Linked DNA regions of Alosa sapidissima: region 1 is linked to region 2. Evidence: chromatin contacts called from public Hi-C data. All regions are on one chromosome and are shown on one strand. The core of a region is the stretch at or near the end of the contact, and the rest is flanking DNA. Distances in the headings are between cores, read along the strand shown.

Evidence for each region. A called contact is a pair of places that touch in the nucleus more often than the background predicts.
Region 1: a Hi-C map of muscle shows a contact between it and region 2, with 8 times the contacts expected there. The contact joins the promoter of ece2a here to the promoter of camk2n1a in region 2. A contact is called at or near these places in 2 of 2 Hi-C or Micro-C datasets (both in muscle).

Annotation. Positions count from the first base shown.
Region 1 is chr1:27,064,808-27,069,941 of fAloSap1.pri, reverse strand. ece2a (EEF1A lysine methyltransferase 4) reads left to right here and starts at 1,316. Exons shown (of 4, transcript XM_042108590.1): 1 at 1,316-1,627; 2 at 1,783-1,943. The coding sequence starts at 1,784.
Region 2 is chr1:26,933,374-26,938,550 of fAloSap1.pri, reverse strand. camk2n1a (calcium/calmodulin-dependent protein kinase II inhibitor 1a) reads right to left here and starts at 2,462. Exons shown (of 2, transcript XM_042108602.1): 1 at 1,692-2,462; 2 at 1-1,188. The coding sequence starts at 1,860. The coding sequence ends at 1,118.

The DNA.
Region 1 (5,134 bases), core at 67-2,566, 130 kb before region 2:
GGGTCAGGAATTTCTGTTTTGGATCTTCTTTATAGTCATATTCTCTTTCTCAAACCCATACCCTCACCACCAGCGCTGTGTCCATTATTAGGTGTGGCATATGGTCGACAAACACACATGGTCCGTGGATGCAAGGGCAAAGACACTACTCTGACTGTCTTAGGTTTACCACATCACATCACTGGCAGGTTAAGCCAGTTAAGTAGAGCTACCTTCAGTATCAGCATAGAGTCAATACAGCATCTGCATACTAATAATGTAAAGGTGTAGCCTATACAAGGAATTTTGTCTCTGCATTTATCCCATCTGTGAATTAGTGGTCACATAGAGCAAGCACATAGCCTAGAAATCTAGATGCACCCTAGCGGCAGCAAATTACATTTGCTTCCAGGGCTAGTCTAGCAACTCTCCGTTGGCTTGTGAGCTCGAAAAATTAAACTTCTATCAGGCCAATCAAATCGTGTATAGAGTCGTTAGGCGGGCTTAACATAATGATTGATGTCAGAGTTGCAACGGTTTGGCTTGAATTCCCTGCTACTTGAAAACAAAGAAGATGGATGTTGCTGTTGGCCAACAGTGTGACACGAGTTAAGCTTGTTTTAAGTTGGCAAAAGTTTGAACTAGCCAACTAGCTCTGCTGGTGGGAAAACGCATGGGACTCAGCGCTGTCCTATTGCGTGCAGAGGGAATTTGAAAGACAACCGATTATCCCGCCCCTCGGACTGAGCACTGCGAACGGTGAGTGCCCAGACCCTACATTTTAATGTGGGTCTGGCTCGTCAGGCTAGCAAGCACACACTAACCCGGAGCAGTGAGCTGCCTTGCTACGGCGGTGCTCAGGGAGCAGTGAGGGGTTAGGTGCCTTGCTCAGGGGAGCTTCAGCCGTTCCTACTGGTCACGGTTCGAACCCTCCAGTTACAAGCCCGAAGCCCTGACCAGTAGGCCACAACTGTCCCTAATAGGCCTGCTATATTTGCACATGAAGTTACAGAATGCTGCACACTTGATGTAATTAGCACAACTCTGTGTTGAAGCACAACATATGCATCTTGTGTTAAGGTAGACAGAAAGCAGATTCAGATTTTCAATCTATCCACAGCGTTTCAATTTCTATTCATTCTTATGAACATCCTGTGATAAACTTGGCATGAAGATTAGGCTTGAAGTCTCGATTAGGGAAGCACACTATAGCCTAGGACATTTATTATGAAGTTTCACTGCTATAAGGTGCCACTTTTAATGTGAAAGCTTGTCAGCAAAATGTTACCGGAAAGTCTTCCCTAATTTTACAATGTTCACTGTGATTGGATGGCATTGCTCTGTAGGCTATGCAATTAACTTCCTGTTTGTGTGCTTTCGCGTATCGTATGGCGAGACACCGGCTACTACTAACTACACGTGTAGAGTCCTTTAGGTTTATAACTGGGTGTTTTGTTTTTATTTGTTGGACTGTCAGTGCACCGAAATATAGTAGCGACATTCTAATTCGAGTTAGAGTGTTTCGTCTGTAGCCTGACATCAGAAATTGACATCAGAGGTAGGGGAAGAAGACAGAGGCTTCAGCGTATGTTAACTGTTATTTCATCAAACGTGAACAAACAAGGTAATGACAAGATAGAGAACTTGGGTATGTTTAATTTTGAGCTTGGTTTTGAGTGTATAGCCTATTATGTTTTAATCACTCATAAAGCCATGCCGATCTGGATGGTGTGTGAGGAAGCAAGCATCAACGAGTTAGTCGAGCAGTTAGGCTACATGACAGTTTTTTCTGTCTCCTGTCAGGATGGAGTATCTACCTAACTCCAATTCGAGATACAAAGACGTGGAGTACTGGGACGAGCGATACAAGACCGAACAGAGTTTCGAATGGTTTGGAGACTTGTCCAGATTTCATCACTTACTCCAGGGTCATGTCGACAAAGAAGATTCCATATTAGTTCTTGGTGAGTCAACGTTATAGCCTACAGAAGAACACTATGAGATCAAGTCTACCTGTAAGCAAAAATGTGTGATGATCCTTTGGGTAAAGGTTTGTGTCTTGTTAAGCACTGGATCTTGAATTCACTGATTATGGGCCACATGAGCACACACAAATTGATGGGGTTTCCCAGGTCCCATCACATATGACATAACCATCAACAGATTCAAGGCATCTTGTTGTGAAAAAACAAAGTTACAAATCATGATTATCACACAAGGCGTAACTTGTGTTAGGGCGGTGTCATTTCACTCCATTCATATATCAGGGGTGGTCTTGGGCCTCAGACCCCCTGGGCCTGGGCCCGTAGGCCTGTTCAGTAACTAATCCCTGCCTAGAAGTAGTGGGCTTTTGAAAGCTGTCATTTAGTATGCTCAACATGCCAGCATTGTCATATTTGCTTAATATTATAGAAATGGTTGGTGGTTGTGGGTGAAGAGAATTTCTTTGTATAATGTTGAGGGAGAATATCTCAAGACTTATTGTGGTAGCCTATGCAAATTTTCTTTATGTATTTTCTTATGCACAACTAATTACTGCCTGCCCTCGCATGCTCACTGCAGTATTGTCGTCCTACTGTAGAAGGAGCATCACTGAGCACTACTAACTGTGATGATGACTAGCCTTTAGCACCCCTCCCCTCTCCCAGCACCTGATCAATGACTATGACTAACAAATGTGGAGAACTGCACCTATTGGCTAAAATAAATTATACCTTTAACTGATGATTTTGGATCTGGATGGAATCAAACACACCCAACATATTTTTAAGGTTGCTGTTGTTCAGATCAAAGATTTTGATTGGCTGTAAAGATTATGCCTTAACCCTTATGCTCTTAGATTCTCAGCCATTCACATGTTTCACATGTGTAGGAATCAGTGGATACTTTGTGTCTGCTGTTTCCAAAACCAGCCAGGCTATAAAGCTTGAAGCCTCTCTGACTCATTGTCATGGTCAGTTTTGTTTCTCTGTGCATACAACTGTGGCAAAAATAGCGTCCAGTTGGCTCCTGGTCCAAGTACACCTGTATACCTGCAGTGCAGCCATGAGCTTGGCCTGAGGTTTTCTCCCAGTGGCAGAGGTCCTCTGATTACTTTAGTTACCGAATTACCAGGGGAAATCTGTAGCATTCAACAGTCCCACAATTACACCCCTCCTTTCTGTGCTTTAGAACCAGCTTGTTGATTGGCTAGAAGTGATTGTTTCACATTTACACTGCCAGAGGCCGGGTATACTACTAAACTTTAAGTACAGAGACAACGAAATGCAGTTTGTGTCTAACCAGAAGTGCAAAAAAAGCAGAAAAGTGCAATGTGATATACAGTAGGTGGTGCATAAACAGGACAAAAGATGCAGTGTAGACAGTAGTAGTATACAGTTGTTTTCAGAAGGTGGTTTAGAGTAGTATACATTAAATATAAGTATGTGTGCAGTGTATTAGCAGTAACCTTATAAGAGCAGAATAAATATGGCTATGTAATATGAACACTGTATGAACAACATGTACAGATGCAATGTAGAGGCAGTACCATTAAGTAAGAACAATATAGATATATGCTGTGTATTAACAGAATATATTACCGAAAAACTGAATAAATATGGATAATTAGTATGAACCATAAAAACAGATATGTACAGCTATGTGCAGTATGGTAACAGTACCATTGTAGTGCAGAAACAGTTACATTATAATAGTATTAAGAATAAGTGTATGTGCAGGATGAAGAGCAGTAGAATATGTATACCATATTTTCCGGTTGTGTACATGAGTATACCATATAAGTCGCTCCTGAGTATAAGTCGCATCAGTCAAAAAATGCATCATGAACAGGAAAAAAACATATATAAGTCGCACTTCTTTAGAAATGTATTTCACAAAATCCAAAACCAAAAACAGAGACTATGTAACTGGATTATTGAGGCCAAAAAGATTTATGTTAATGAAGACGAAAGAGTAAAGGCAGCCAAGAAGAGGGCAGGAAGGTAATTGCAAAGCAAAAGATTCACTGAAAGAAAATGCCATGTGGTACACCAAAATGTATCTAAAATGTGGAGAATACAATGCAATCAAGCATTTTTGGCAATGTGGAGTCACAAGCTGGCAGCAGATTAAATGCTCATGAGAGAGAAAAAGATGCAGTTTTAGACGAGACTGCAAGCCAGGCTATAGGCCTATAGGCCCGACGGTAATTGTAAAGCAATTTACAAAATATTCACTGAACAAAAATGCTGATATGATACATGAAAATTTTGCTACAAATGTGGAGAATGCAATGCAATCAAGCAATTTGGGCAATGTGGAGTCACAAGCTGGCAGCAGATTAAATGCTCACGATAGAGAAAAAGACGGTTTTAAAGGGATGTGACCGAAGCTGAGGCAAGCCAGGCAATAGGCCTATAGGCCCGACGGTAATTGTAAAGCAATTTACAAAAGATTCACTGAACAAAAAAGCTGATGTGGTACATGAAAATTTAGCTAAAAATGTGGAGAATGCAATGCAATCAAGCATTTTGGACGATGTGGAGGGACAAGCCGACAGCAGATTAAATTCTTGAGAGAGAAAAAGATGCGGTTTTAAAAGGACGTGCAGACCGAAGCTGCAGCAAGCAGGTGATATTTAGAAATTTATTTCACAAAATCCAAGACTAAGAACAGACAGACTATGTAACTGGACACATTGAGGCCAAAAATATTGAGAATTCTACAGGGAATGTTGAAGACGAAGGAGTGAATAGTGGCAAGAGGCAAGCCGAAGGCTGCTGACAAGGGCCTGTAAAGCAATTTACAAAAGATTCACTGAACAAAAATGCTGATGTGGTACATGAAAATGTAGCTAAAAATGTGGAGAATGCAATGCAATCAAGCATTTTGGATGATATATTGGCACAAGCTGGCAGCAGAACAAATACTCGCCGAGAGAGCGAGAGAAAAAAAGATGCACATTTAAAACCAGGGCCTAAATTTCAGCGCGGGATTGCGGGTATTGCACATAAATTATTACTAAGTATTGAGCATAGGCGTACTAATAAAAGTCCCGCAACTCTAGCCATCATAATGTGAGAAATTCTCACACATTTTACAGCGCTGTCTGACATTAATCTAATAATGGAGCGGCCTGAATGCAGGACTATTGACTGGACGGACCAACTCTGAC
Region 2 (5,177 bases), core at 1,213-3,712:
CTTCCTCTTAAGTACAAACATCTTTTGTTGATGAATTTTAAGACGATAGACTAGCATATCATTTTAAATAACAAATATTCAGATATAAAAATACAAATATGATTTTTGTTTAAAAAGAAGCGTGCCAGGGTAAGAAGTGTGGTGGCACCTGCATTGGCACCGGAGAAAGAGTTCATGCAAAGAGATGGAGAAAAAAGTAGGCCTATCTATACGAAAACAATGTTGCCAAACTCAACTGAGGTTATGAGAGAAACAAAAATAAAAAATAATCATTGGTGTTGTCTTCATATTACTTTTATGCTCATGAATTTCTCATCCACTGGCGCCTTGATGTAAAATAAAACTGCGCATTTACACAATGGCGATCTAATGCACCGCCAAAGAAGGGAATATCAGCAAAGAAAATATTCCGATATTATTAAGATGCATACGTTTATTTCAAAACGTGCATAACCGAAAATAAAAGTAATACCAACATTGCAACTTTTCGGAATTATCTTTACATACACTGGGTCTCTTAAATTTATGTGACGACTTTATGTGTCAGGTTGGTCGGTTGGTAGTAGCTCTCTAGCAGCAATCGGAATGCATTCTCTAACTTGGAACGGTGCGTAAAAGAACAGCTCCAGTGAATGCATCGCCACGGTCTGTGTTGACAGTGAAAGCGCGTAGGCTATGGGGGACAATGTCATTGAGCTTAGATACTGTACAAATACAGAAGTAGTGCTTGAAATGAGATTCGACCTCCAGTTGTAGTTTTTGTTGTTTCTTACAGCGCCTTTTGGAAGAGAATGGTCGTGAAATAATGGCAAGTTCATCCATCGCTATACATCAGCAAAGGTTTTAAGGACGGAGCTGCACGTATCAGACAACTATCTTTCTGCGCAGCAGCAGTGTTAGTAGGGTTTCGATCGGAGAATTGCCAGCAACCTCAAAATAAATCTCTCTTCGTCTCTCCATCTCTTCAGCTTCCTCTCTCTCTTCGTTCGTTCTCCTATTTGCTCTCTCGGTATTCGCTTCGTGCCGTCCATTCCCATAACAGTCCTCGAACATGCACAACCGACAAGTGCTTCAAATCGGTGATAAAAATAAAATGTCTGAAAGGCATCATTCAAGATTAAACGCCGGGTGATGATTTGTCTGTCATTCCCTTCAGAACTTCGTCTATTCGGTCGTCTTCAATGACAACTGCAAGGAGGGAGAAAAGAGTGCGTGAGCAAGATGTTGAGAGGAGAAACATCGGCTAGATCGGCGCACATTCAACACATTCAAGTTGATAAATGCCAAGCGAAGAACCGACAACAAATTGCGCCAAGTAGAAAGCCATCTAACCACTGAGCACAACTAACGTCATGTTTGCAGTCGTCATTGTACTTTACTGTGGGATATGTTGCGTAAATTTCTCACACACATTTCAATAACACATGTCGTCACTACATGAAATACTGGCATTTGGTTAAGTGAGTCGTATGAACACACAAGCATTGACAGTTATTATAATGAACTTGCAATATACAAGTAGTAGCATATATTTCATCGAAATGTTTATATATAGTAAAACTATTTGACATTACGCTTATCTGTGTTGAGCTACTTTTCCATACCAATTAAAGTGTTCTAATCATATAAAGTTACCAAAAGACGACTTCGGTAGCCAATCTCAACATTTTCCAACAAGAAACGTTTCTCACCTCGCTTTGCCCTGCCAATCTGGCCCAATTTAGGGGGTCTTTTAGCCTGTGACGCCCCGAAAAAAGAGTTGGTGTCTTGCAGCCCGCAGCTGAAAGACATCTGACTGACATCGTTGTCCGTTCCATAGCCGCTCATTTTCCCCTCGCTGTATGGCAGTACTTCGGACATTATGGCACCAAAAGAGTGGTTCGAAGGGCGAAGTTTAAAACTGATACTATGCTTTCGTCGCAGTCGAAGAGAATAGCAAGGTTCCTTGCAATATAAATGCACCTTTCACCAACTCCGATGGAAATCCCTTGAATAGAATACGAAGAATCCTTGCACAGCCAGCTTCCGAAAGGTTAAGGACCCAAGTGCAAGCGGTGCAAGTAGGCTATGTGGAAACCAAGTGTTGACCGAGCTGGAAGAGGAGAGTGCGTCTGCCTTGGTTGTTCACAGAGGTCTGTAGAGAGAGCTGGGAGATCCCAGGATCATAAAGGAAACCCAGGCGGAACAGTGAAGTCATCCATCCGGGTTGTGTGTGTGTGTGTGTGTGTGTGTTTATGTATGTATGCGTGCGCGCGCGTTCGTGTGTGTATGTGGTGGGGGAATCCAGGAGGACCAAGGGTGACATCAACAGGCAAGTGTGGAAAGTGCTATAGGAGAGCCTATGCAAAAAAGATTAGAACGCATCTTAACGTCACTCCAGTTTGGCTCACAGCGTTTAGGCTAGGTTAAAAAAGCTTCAACGCACGTTGTTACGCTACATTGTCGTTTACTTTCTCAACTTGTGTGATTTAATTGCTTAGACGTTAGTAGCTTAAATACAATATAATATATATTGCATTTAATAATGACCTCATTTAGGTTATTGGAAAACATATTTTTATGAAGCTATCTTCACTGATGAGGATAGGCCTAATATAGAATTCATATTTTCCCAGCATTGTTTTTACACTTGAATGGTTGTGGAAATGATTTAATCGTTCATTTTAACAATGGTCTGTAGGCTACCTAATCTGCAGTAAAAGCCTAGCCTATTCCTCGTAATCGGACATACAGTTAGTGGCTGTGTCCACATGCAACGAATCAATTAGCTTAATGAATCTTGTTCTAAAGGATTTTTGGTGAAGCTCATCGTGCGTCAAAAGGAGGCTAGTAGCAAACCCATGTGGCTTCCCGCTTTAAAGCTTGGTGCTCTAACAAGGCTGTGTTTATTTAGATCCTATTTGTCTGACTATTCATGAGTCCCCTAGCCTAATGGAAGGCGATGATGAGCTATTTTCTATATCATCATAGCTAGTAGCCTATAGTAGTATGCTAATAGTGAGAGGTTTTCCGAACCGAATATTTTCAGCACCAAGGCCAGCGAACTCGGTCAGTTCATATCAGCGGCTCCTCACGTTTGGGATATGCAAAGGAATAGGCCTACTTCGCAAACATTTATACATTTCTGAACACGAACGCCTGTCATTGGTTATATTTGTAGCCTACTTTCATTTCGTAAGAGAGGAACAAGAGGGCTTAACATTGTTGGCATGGCAACAACAGGTCCCAAGACCTGTGAGGACATTGCATTTTCAATTCAGAATTCAAAATGTCTTCCGCTGTAATTAGACATAGGGCAATTCCATGCAAAGGTCATCCTTACCATGGGATGTTTGCAACTGATCTGATTGAATTTGATGAAAAATTACACTCTTTTTACATCATATGGTGTGCAACCATACAGAAACAAAATTTTTCACATGGCAATATTATACATATTTAAAAAGGGGATAAATGACTCAAAGTTCCAACAAATTGTTATCATTTGACAAATTCCAGATTGACAAGGGAATGGTAGAGCAATGTGTATGCTCAGTTTGCCTGAAGAGCACCTCCTTAGATTTGTAAGGCTCCATGGCCATGTCACATCCATAACATTTTAGCCTATAGGAAAAGTTTATGTTATAGGCCTACAGTGTTGATGCACCATGTCCAAAGCATAGAGTGTTCTATATATACAGTGTTAAAAAGGCCACATAGTGGAGTTCAAGGTACAGAGATCAAGACAGACTCAGTGAAGATCTATTGCCCCTATTGTGAGAACGACAGCCACTATCTCAACCAGTGCAGCAACTTCCAGATGCAAGTGATCAGAAGACAGCCTAGATTAAGACCAATTACAGGTGTTGGAGATGCGGTTGTAAACACCAGGCAGCTAAGTGCCGTCTGAAGGCCACATGTCAAACCTGCAAGGGCAAACACCTGTCTGTGCTTCATGATGTTAATGCTAGACCACAGAGTGAAGGTGAGAAACCACAAGCAGTGGCAAAGCCATCTACAGGAACACTCTACCTAGACAGGCCAGACCACAGTAATACTGTTCTGTTGAAGGTAGTCAAAGTACTCCTGTATAATGGTCCATGCACATTAACAACTTATGCCATTCTGGATGATGGATCTGAAAGGACCATACTGCTGCATGATGCGGTTAAACACCTAGGCTTAGTAGGACAGCCAGAGGACCTCTCACTCAGGACAATGAAGAATGATGCACAGGTCATAACAGGAGCGAATATCACCTTCACGCTTTCACCCACCTCACAGCCGCATAGGAAGTTCAAGATAACGGGTGCCTTTACTGCTGGACGGCTAGGGCTTGCCAGTCACAGCCATCCAGTAGCCAAGCTCTGCGATAAGTACCATCACCTTCGAGACCTCCCACTCCAGCCCCTCGACAATGTTCAGCCACTGCTGTTGATAGGATCAGACTACCCCCACTTGATCACACCATAAGAGCTGGTACGGTTGGGACCACCAGGGGGACCAGCTGCCATTAAGACCAGGCTGGGCTGGACACTCCAAGGACCCACGAAACTGCTCCAACACCGCTTGTCTCCACAGCAGTGCTTGTTCACAGCTATGACGTCACCCTCTATAGAGCTGCGTGAGCAGATCGAGAAGCTGTGGCAACTTGACATATATTGCCTTATAAGAGTGAGAAAGAGGTGACCCGTTCCAGAAGTGATCAAGAGGCGGTAGAGCTGCTGCAGTCCAGGACAGTCAGAGTGGATGTCGATGGTATCCTCAGATATGCAACACCGCTGCTGAGGAAAATAATCAAAATACAGTTAAAGGCTCCCCCTCAAGCGGTCCTGCCACAGTTACAAGGGACTTAAAAGCGCCTGAACAAGAATCCAGAGCTGGCTAAGGTGTATAATGAAGAGATACGCAAACTGGAGGAGTCTAGCTATGTCACCAGACTGCCAGCCGACATGGTGGACCAGTCCCCTGAGTCATGGTACATACCACATCATCTAGTTTGCCACAACGGGAAACATCGGGTAGTTTTTAACTGCTCCTTCCAGTACCAAGGTTGCAACCTTAACGAGTGTCTGTTGGCAGGGCCTACTCTTGGTGCAAGTCTCCTTGGTGTGTTGCTTCACTTCAGGGAGCACACGGTTGCCTTTGCTAGTGACATCAAGGGGATGTTCCACCAGGTACGCCTGTTGCCTGAAGAC